Linked DNA regions of Cricetulus griseus: region 2 is linked to region 1. Evidence: chromatin contacts called from public Hi-C data. All regions are on one chromosome and are shown on one strand. The core of a region is the stretch at or near the end of the contact, and the rest is flanking DNA. Distances in the headings are between cores, read along the strand shown. Region 1 overlaps Cep112 (centrosomal protein of 112 kDa). Region 2 holds the start of Axin2 (axin-2).

Region 1 (4,838 bases), core at 1,751-4,250:
ATGAAATCTGTTAGCTTTATGCTCTGTCTTTGGGAAAGAGCATGGAAAGAAAACAAAAATGACATGAAGTCCTTTCTACAGATTACTGTGCAACTGCAAATGGCTGTACAGCACAATGAGCCATGTACTGTGCTCTGTGTATCCTGGAAAGTCAGACTTACTAATTCCGTTGACTAAACATGACTACAAATAACCTTTTAAATATTTCCCCCAGTTTGGGGGACTGGGGATGCAGACCAGAAGTTAGAGTGTTTGCCTAGCCTGCATGAGGCCCTGGGTTTGATCCCAGAGACCACATAAACCCATAAGCACCCATCTGAAACTCCAAGAGGCAGAAGCAGAAAGGTCCAAAGCTCAAACTCATTCTCAGCTACTTGGCAAGTTCGAGGCCAGTGCGGGATACTTGAGTTCTTGTCTCAGAAACAAACAATAGTAACAACCACCACAGGAACTTCTTTTGCTGGTGTGTAATTACAAATGGAACCTTCCCACTGGAGTACTCATGTACTTTTTGTTTTAAAGAATACAAGATGATTTCTAGAAGCCAAAAACAGTTAACAGCTAGTGGATTTGAGACAATCCTTTGGGAGGATTTCATCAGTGCAAAACAGTCAAACAAAGACAAGTGAGTCTCCATGTGAACCGTGACAATAGCGGCCACCACGCCTATGATAATGGCAGTGGCACAGCTGATACTCAGTAAGACCTGTGCTGAGGGCTCCACATGCATTGTTGTTTCACTTTGTCCCGACATGGAGTTCCATACAGCCCATTTTACAAAATGACGGAAAGTAAGGAACTCGCCTGAGGACAGATGGTTGCCAAGTATCAGAAGTAGGATTTGAACACAGCAAACCTCCTCATTTCAGCTCAGCCTGGAAACAACAAAGGACAAAGAAATAACTGCCCAGATTTCTGTGGTGGCACAGAGCCAAAAGCAGACAAAAGGGCTGGAGAGATGGCTCAGTAGTCAAGACACTGACTGTTCTTCTAGAGGCCTCTGATTCAGTCTCAGAACTTAGGTGGTGGCTCTTAACCACCTATAACTATAGTCACAGGGGACCCGACACCCTTGTCTGGCCTCCATGGGCACTGCATGCAGTGTGTGCATAGATATGCATGCATGCAAAACAACCCATACACATAACATTACATAAACATTGAAATTTTAAGGAAAAAATGAAATTTCCATATTTTCTGCCTAAGCTACCTAAAGCTTAGGAGTATCCTAGAAACAATCCAGGAACCTGCATTCCAGTACCAGACACACTGCTGGGAATGCCATGTGAGCCTGCTGAGGCTGCTACCACCTCCACAAATACAATGGAGCAATGCTGTCAACCTCCCAGGCTTACAGAAGGATCAGACCAGGTAACTTAGAACAAACGGCACAAATGCCCTCAATTGACTTTCTTGCTCTAACAAACTAGAAAACAAGTGGAATTCACAAAATTTGCAATGTTTACGCATAAGGAAATTCTCCTTATGTTTAAATCTACGTACAGACTTGCTACAGCTACAGGCATGTTTGTTACATAGTTAAATTTATTAATTCTAGCACTAATATTAAAATTGTCTGTGTCCAAACATCTTAATAAAAGTTTGGTATTTTAGAAGGCAATTTGACTGTACCTACAGAAATAAAAATGTGCGGTTTCTAAATATAACAAACATGTATACAAAAAAAGAATGCTATTATCTCTATACTTCAGGCAAGTGCCACTCACTAAAGGTGATACCTAGTAATTTTATACACACACTCTCTCGCACGCATGTGCGCATGCGCGCGCACACACACACACACACACACACACACACACACACACACACACATCACCTCTTTAAAACACTTCTATATACAAATATAATTCACTACACCTTTTTACATATTTTCCCAAGATAGCCCAAATACACTATTTATACTATTGTACAAGCTATTACATAAACTAATGACCCCACCAATAGAGCAATTCACCTCCTAGGAATCCACACATAGTCTAAAACATACAAGTGTGTAAGTCTATTCTTGATACTATAACTGATAGGCTGGTATCTTTAAGCCCTGGGCAAAGTTGTTTACCTCCATATTATCTCATGGAAATCATATTTAAACTCCCAACCACTACTCTAAGATCCATGCTTTCCTTTTCACACCTACTAGTAGGTCCCCACCTAACCACTTCCCACCATTACAGTTTTTAAGGGGTGCTTTCACCTTGTTCCCCTTTGCTCCTCTGCCTCCTGAGCAAAACATGGGCTTCCCCATGTGACCCTGCAGGATATGGCACTTCCTCTTAGTATCTGAATGACATCTGTTCATTAAAAGGTAGTTGTCTCCCCATCATCTTATCATACTTGATTAAAACAAATCCCTGGTATATTTAATATAAGATACACAATGATCTAGGCATTAGTGTGTGAACCAAAGCATTCTTTACAATAATAACAAAGAATGGAAGACAGTAGAGACAGTTTTTAAAAGTGTATTTTTAAAAATGTACATGGCAATGGTTTTGAGAATAAGTAAAAAAAAATGAGTTATAAAGCGGTACATATACATTTCATAATTTCTTATTCACATGGGCATAGATGTTAGGTACCTATTAATGAATAATATATACCAAATTGTTGATGTGATTACCACTCATAAGGAAAGAAGGAAATAAAGAACATACAAAATCTTGACCCTTCATTTTGCACCCTCTACACTGAGGCTTCGGCAACTATTAAGTTTTCTACATTAAGAAAAAGTCAGCATTCATCATGTTTGGTTACATAACGCCATCAGTAACTGAGGAGTTTTAAATAATATGCACATATGTTCCCATAGTTCTATGGAAGTCTAAGCACAGCTGAGCTAGGTCCTTGGCTTGCTACTCAGTAAGACTACAACGTGATTTGATGATCTGTGTTTTCATATCCTCAACTATAGACAGGTCCACTTCCTTCCCCCATGATCAACATCTAGTTCCCTGTGCCCACATGAATCATGGAAACTACTTCCTCAAAGTCAACAAAGGGCGTGGCAGCAAGACCTAGAGTAAGATGTGCTGAATGCAACACAACGCTATCACAGGAGTGAGCTCACCACTGCCATACCCTATTGGTTAGAGACAAGTCACAGGCCCTGCCCTTTTTCATGGGGAGGAAATTATGGAAGGAATATCAGAAATTGGGTTCCGGGGGCTACCTGAAAGACAACCGATCATAAAAACAAGATGATTATCAGTCCTTGATGGCTATGATCTCCTTAGAAAGGTTTTATAAAGTCATAACCAACTAAAGTCAAATACAACTACAATGTTTCTTTGTCAAGAAAAAAGCCAGATACTAAACACAAAAATGTAATGGTAGAATTTTAATTGAAATAGTAACGAAATTTGGATCAGTGGGTCTTCTAAAAGAAAACATGGGTAATAGTGTGAATGTAAACCAAGGGATATGCAAAAAGAAAGCAAAGAATCTCAGCAGTTACTGGCACTGGAGTTTTTGGTATAAAATGCTAAGTACACTAATGCATGATGCATATTTGGGGGACAAAAAGGAAGCATGATAATAAGGGCTAGAATATGGCCTCATAATACTTCCAGGGAGAATGAAGCGAGGCTGTTTCCAGCCTACAAAGGAACAAAGGTAAAGGGAAGGTGTCATCTCCCCTGAATAGGGATCCCAACAAAAGCCTTCAAAAGGACTCCGCATCTTTAATAATATAAAAAGGCTAGGGCACAAACAGCATCATCTAAAATGCCATTAGAAATGCTTCACATACAAAAAGGTCTAAGTAAAGCAGGGTTTTATAAAGTGATCAAAAAAGAAACACTAAGGGGGAAAATCTTTTAAGATTAAAGAGGTTTTTCAAAGGACAAGTTGAAGTGGCTGTAAAATTTATGAGGCAGCATTAAACTTCAGTTCTAAGTAACAATAAATTATTCACTATAAAAACATACATGTGTCAAATATTATAAGCCTCTTAAACTTTTTAAAACAATTCTTACAGAAGTTATTAGATGTAGTAGGTCAACATTAACAGATACCAACTTCTTCGTTAGCACAGTATGGACCACTCAGAGACAGAAGAGTGAAAGCTGGCTTTGGTGGGCTACTCAGTGCCATGGTGAGCTGACCACATGTGGAGTTGGCCTTCAAATCAATCTCTGTAACTTCAGCTAAAATAAATGTTAGTTTTACCTTTTCAATGTCTCCATGAATGTAAAATGACAAATATCTGTTAAGTAGTACACATGTGGATTAAAGCTCAAACAAAATTTAATTTTTAAAACAAATCAAGCCATAATTATTAAAGGAGTATGAAATACCCTGAGAAGGCTTTATGACCCTGACTGACCACCAGCCGTGTGTCACCAACCTGAACAGAAATACCTTTAGGCTTGTCCTTGCCAGCTCCTTCAGTGTCATGCCTCACAGTGTGTACAGCCACCTCTATAGTGTACAGCCATGTTTCCTCCACCATTTTATAAAGCCTATCCTTCCCTCTACAGTCTCTAAAAGTTCAATTTTTAAAAATTCTTTTGAACTATTATCTCTGCCATAATACACCTACCTTAGAAGGTCTTTACATATAGTAAATTAAATATGTATCAGTGACTAATAATCTTCATTAAAGCACACATTAACTCAACTGAATACAATGACTTAATGAAATTTCTAACATGCTTGCATCTGCTACGAGGAACTGAAAATAAGTTGTAAATATGAAAAGTACCATCCCTACTTCATGAAATTGGGATCTTACAGAAAAGTCAGACATTAAATATTTGCAGATGTCATAAGTGCAACAGAGAAACATGGAGATCTATAGGAAGAAGTAACAGGGTCAC
Region 2 (4,838 bases), core at 692-3,191, 410 kb before region 1:
CCCAACAAAACCGGATCAGAAGGCGTCTCACGCTACTACAGCCTGTGCCAAGAATCCCAAACTCCACTGATCCCAAGTCATTCTTTCTCCAAAAGAAAAGAAGTCTTATCTAACCAATAAACAAGCTGCTCTCCCTAGCCAGGGAAGGATCAAACTAAGGAGGGCAGGGGCGGGCCGGGGGGACCGAGAGGAACGCCAGGCCAGCTGCTCGAGACCCCGGGTCTGGATGGATGCACCTCGCCCCAGTCCTGGACCTCCAGCCGCCAGGCTGAGCACAAGCCCGCGAAGTGGCGGGGCCGCGGGTAATGCCGCACACCCGGGCCCCGAGGAGGTGGTGCGACGCCGTTACCTGGAAGATGAAGGCCGCCAAGGCCGGGCTCTCATCTCCTCTGAGCCCCTCCGGTCCCGTCCCTCCCCGGCCCAACTGCAAAGGAACGCCTCCAGAGTCCCGGTGCGCAGTCCACCAGGAGCTCGGGAAGGGGGTCACTCCCAGGCGTCAAGCCTCTCAGAGGTTCCCGCAGAAAGGCACGGAAAGCAGCCGCCTAGTCCAGAAATGGCGACGCGCGGAGTCTCGGCCTCTCCGCAAAAGGGGCGGCGAGGAGGAACGCGGGGGACGCGAGTGCCCCGGACTCCCGCCGGTCCGGCGCTCAGACTGAGCCACCGCCAGCGCTCCGGGCACCTAGGCGCGGACCCGCGGTTGGGAGGGGGAGACTAGAGGGTTGAGAAGTGGGAAGGGGCGGGGGAGGGGTGGGGAGGGCAACCGGGGGGCGCCACCACCCTTTCATCCCACCTTCCGAAGGCACTCGCGTGCACACGCACACCCCGACTCATCCACACCCGCGGCGACTCGACCCCCGAGGGCGAGCTGCCCGTCTCCGCCTCCGACCCCGACACCACTTGGAGAAGTCTTCCCGGACTGGCCCCCTGACACCCCGGGCCCCGCTCTGGGGAGGGGACTCCGGAGCATCGCGCGCGCAGGGCCGCCCGGCCAAACCCCCCGGAGCGCTGGGCGCCGAGCCCGCAGCTTCCCCTCCGCGCCGGCCCGGAGCGCGCCCCGAAATAGCCGGCCTGCCAACTTCAAAGCGCCGCCCCGCACATCAAAGCGCGCGGGCCGCCGGACCGCCGCGGCCTCCGCACTCACCATTGATCCGCTGGCGCACTCCTCGTCGAGACCTCGCAGGCGCCGCGGGCAGGTCCCCGGCCCGGGTCCCCCGCTGGACTCGCAGAGGCAGCCCCGGGCCCCCCCCGGGCCCGCCCGGGCATGGGGAACATGGGGAATCTCGCGGAGGCGGAGGAGGGGGTGCGCAGAAAACAACGATCCCGAGGCGAGAGCAAGCTCCGCGCCGCCGGGGAGGGGAGCGTGCGCCCCGCTGCCCCTTTTATGCAAAAGATCCGAGTGGGCCTCCGCCCCCGCCGCGGCCCCTCCGGCCCCCGCCCGGCCGGCTTTCAACCCAGGTCCTGTTTCCAGCAGTCACTAGGCGCACCAAATGTCCTCCAGGCGCTTCCAACAAAAACTGCGCTGTGGATTTAACTGTGCACTTCAAAGGCGCGAGCCGAGCGCACGGTCCTGGAAGGGAGGTACGCGAGCCGCACCCGGGCCAGCCCAGCGCGCTCCTGCGCCCCTCTGGGGGCCATGCAGCCTGCACCCCTCTGCTTTCCTCCACTTGCACCCTCCCGCCCCCTCCCGTAGCCCCGTACCCCGCTGCCAGCAGCCCCCGGCCGCGCCGAGCTTTCTTGGAAGCGGTTGCTCCGGGACAGAGCCTCCGACCCCACCTTTTACAGCAGAGCTCTCCGTTGGGGAGGCGGTCGCCTCGGCCTCCGGGTGGCCCCGGAATCCATCGCGATCGGGGGCTTATTTTTATTTCCCGGTTCTCGGGCCGTTACTGAGTTGCCAGGACCTTATCAAAGCACAGCCGGCTCCAGCCGACTCCCCCGGGCCGGGCTCAGGGAGCCAGTGATCCCGCCGCGCCAATCACAGCGGCGCTGGGCCGGCCCGCGCCGCCCGCCTTAAAGGGACAGCGTGAGCCCGCTCTGCCCCGCCCCGGCCCGGCCCCCGTCGCACACTCGGCTCCCGCGTTAACCCTTCCTCAGTCCTTGGTCGTCCCCTGCCGGCTCCCGGCGGCCCCGGGGCTTTCTTGGCCTGAGTTCTGATTTCATCTTTCAAGTTCTCCGGCCTCTTTGCTCCTGCCTCCTCCCCCTGCTCTCGGGCTATGGAATGCCAGTTCCTTGTAGCTCTCTGGCCATCTCAAGAACTGCAAGCAAGCAGAGAGTGTCGTCACCCCTCCCCCTCCACAACATCATCAAATACTTTCCTACCTTTATTCAAGTTTCCCTGGGAATTTGGATTGGGGGGAGTGGGGGCTTCTGGAAGGAGCTATAGCTCTAGGATCCGCTGGCCAAGTGTCTTCGGACATACTCTGACTGGGACCTGCAAGACATGGCACGTGTGTGTGTGTGTGTGTGTGTGTGTGTGTGTGTGTGTGTGTGTGTGAGTGTATGTGTGTGTGTGTGTGCACGCACTTGTGCTCCAGTATCTGTTTGAATTAATATAGGAATAGTTTGTGGACTATTTGCAATCGTGTTTGTGTGAAGGTGGGGGTGTGAAGTTGTCTCCACAGACCTACCTGCAGTCAGTTCCCCAATTTGCAAACTTGAGTGGCAGTCAGAACCTTCCTTGTACACACATGGACTTCTCTCAACAAATTCGTACCCACCACGCTCTTCCAAAAGCCTGCCACCATCCCATAAGTTACATATTGAACAGCCATGGAATATCACACACACACACACACACACACACACACACACACACACACACACACGCAGTATTAAAGTATAGAAATTCACCCCATTGTCATCTTTGAATTCCTTCCCATCTTCTCCCCAAAACGTTTGTAAGGCACAACACTTTTTAAAAATGAGATAAGCCCTCCAAAGCTACACAGAGAAACCCTGTCTCCAAAAAAAAAAAAAAAATGTGATAAGCCCAGAGCATTTATTTATTTATCTATTGCAGAATGTTTCCTCATGGATGAGCTAATAAACTTTTCCTTTTTTTTTTTTTTTTTTTTTTTTTTTGGTTTTTCGAGACAGGGTTTCTCTGTGTAGCTTTGGAGTCTATCCTGGCACTCCCTCTGGAGACCAGGCTGGCCTTGAACTCACAGAGATCCGTCTGCCTCTGCCTCTGCCTCCTGAATGCTGGGATTAAAGGCCTGCGCCACCAAGGCCCCACTACTTTTCATTCTTGTAGGGGGAAATGGAGTTGAGGATGTAGCCTGGTATAGTTCTTACCTTGAATGCACACAGCTCTAAAAGTCCTGGGTTCCACCCCCCCCACTTACACCCCCTCCCCCTACCATACAAACCAGAGTTGATGACAAGTGACTGTTACCCCAAAGATAGAACCAATAGAATGAGAATTCCAAGACCAACATAATAAATTTGAAGTCAGCCTAGGCTACCTAAGACTGTCCCAAAACAACAATAACAATGACAACAGCAAAACCCACAGAAAAGTAATCCCAAAAGAGGAAAGAAGTGAAAGGCAGAGTCCTGGACTTTTATACTGCTGTTTTTGCTCTTTCTTGTTTAACTTAAAAATGAATGAAGGACAATCATGCGGCTTTTTGGAACTTTGAAACAGGTCTAAAGGGAAAGAGGCATGTCAGGCATGTTCTACTGGAGAAGGAACTGGAGCTGTGGCAAGGGACAAGAGAACCCTCACAGCTCAAGCCTCTAAACTCAATAGCCTAGGAATGAGGCCCTCTGTGTCCATGGTCCTTGCAACCAGGAGCCAACCTGGTCAAGCCAGCAGTACAGACTGTGAAATGTGGTCCTTCCCAGAAAGACCAGAGAAAGCATGTTCCCATGATGCATCTGCATATTGAGATAGCTACTAGGCATGAGGAAACTGGGTGGCTGTAGAGTCTCTGCCTTCCAGAATCCTGGAGAGTCGATGACTCCTGGCTGCTCTCAGCATCTGGCTCTGAGATGGTCTATGGAACCCTGGACCCACCTCTAGGCACACCTCCTCCTTAATCAACCCCAACAAAACTGTGCTTCCCAGGGGGGTCCTTAGGCCACAGAGATGTTGCTACTGAAAGAGTAGTGTAGAGAGAAGCAAAAAAATACCATAAAAGCAGCTACAATGCAAACAGCCATGGATGTTCACGTAACACACACACACACACACACACACACACACACACACACACACACACACACACTGTGGGGATGGGGGAAGGGACATAGAAAAATCAAGCCACCCCAAATCAAAACAAGGTTCAGAAAAGAGGAGGCTTTCCAAAAGGAAGTGGAAACCAGGCCTTCATGGGTGGTTTTCCTCAAGTTGTCCCCACTGACCCCTCACTGCCCCTCAGCCACCCACAATCATCACAGGCTGCCTTTAAACCGGGGAGTTCTCCTGCTCCTGCATTATCCCAGTGTTGGTGCAGCGGAAGTGCAGCCTGGGGAGTCCCTTGTGGTTTGGATCTTCTTAGTAACAACTCCTCTGGGAGCTGGGCTTCCACAGCAGGTGTTAGGGTCATCTCAGGCCAACGACTCACCATCTCTACTGTCTCACCCCTGCCCTGTCCCCTTCCTCCCCTAACTTCATGTACAGAAGAAAACTTGACATCCAGCAGGAGGCTGGGCAAGTGCTGAGAAGCCGGAAGCCCTCCCTGGTACTGGCTCTTTGACTACTTGTTGATAATGCTATTAGAGGAGCATCCAAAAGCCTTCGTTTATTCCCAACCCCTTTCTCAAGATAGCATTTTGCCATTTTCCTCTTCTCTCTGGCAGCAGCATTATCATGTGACTTGTTGTAATCCTGCATGGTT

Evidence for each region. A called contact is a pair of places that touch in the nucleus more often than the background predicts.
Region 2: a contact with region 1 is called in a Hi-C map of liver, with 3 times the contacts expected there. The contact joins the promoter of Axin2 here to the enhancer-like site in region 1. A contact is called at or near these places in 4 of 8 Hi-C or Micro-C datasets (the CHK-Q cell line, the CHO-K1 cell line, fibroblasts and 1 more).

What each region holds. Positions count from the first base shown.
Region 1 is chr7:121,369,438-121,374,275 of CriGri-PICRH-1.0, reverse strand. The region is part of intron 4 of Cep112 (centrosomal protein of 112 kDa); the gene reads right to left. Among named protein-coding and RNA genes, the nearest start is that of Cep112, 20 kb to the right of the region's middle. Within about 2 kb of position 3,000, at least 1 of the 6 cell types and tissues checked has open chromatin away from gene starts, as enhancers often do.
Region 2 is chr7:121,782,467-121,787,304 of CriGri-PICRH-1.0, reverse strand. Axin2 (axin-2) reads right to left here and starts at 1,941. Exons shown (of 11, transcript XM_027425832.2): 1 at 1,774-1,941.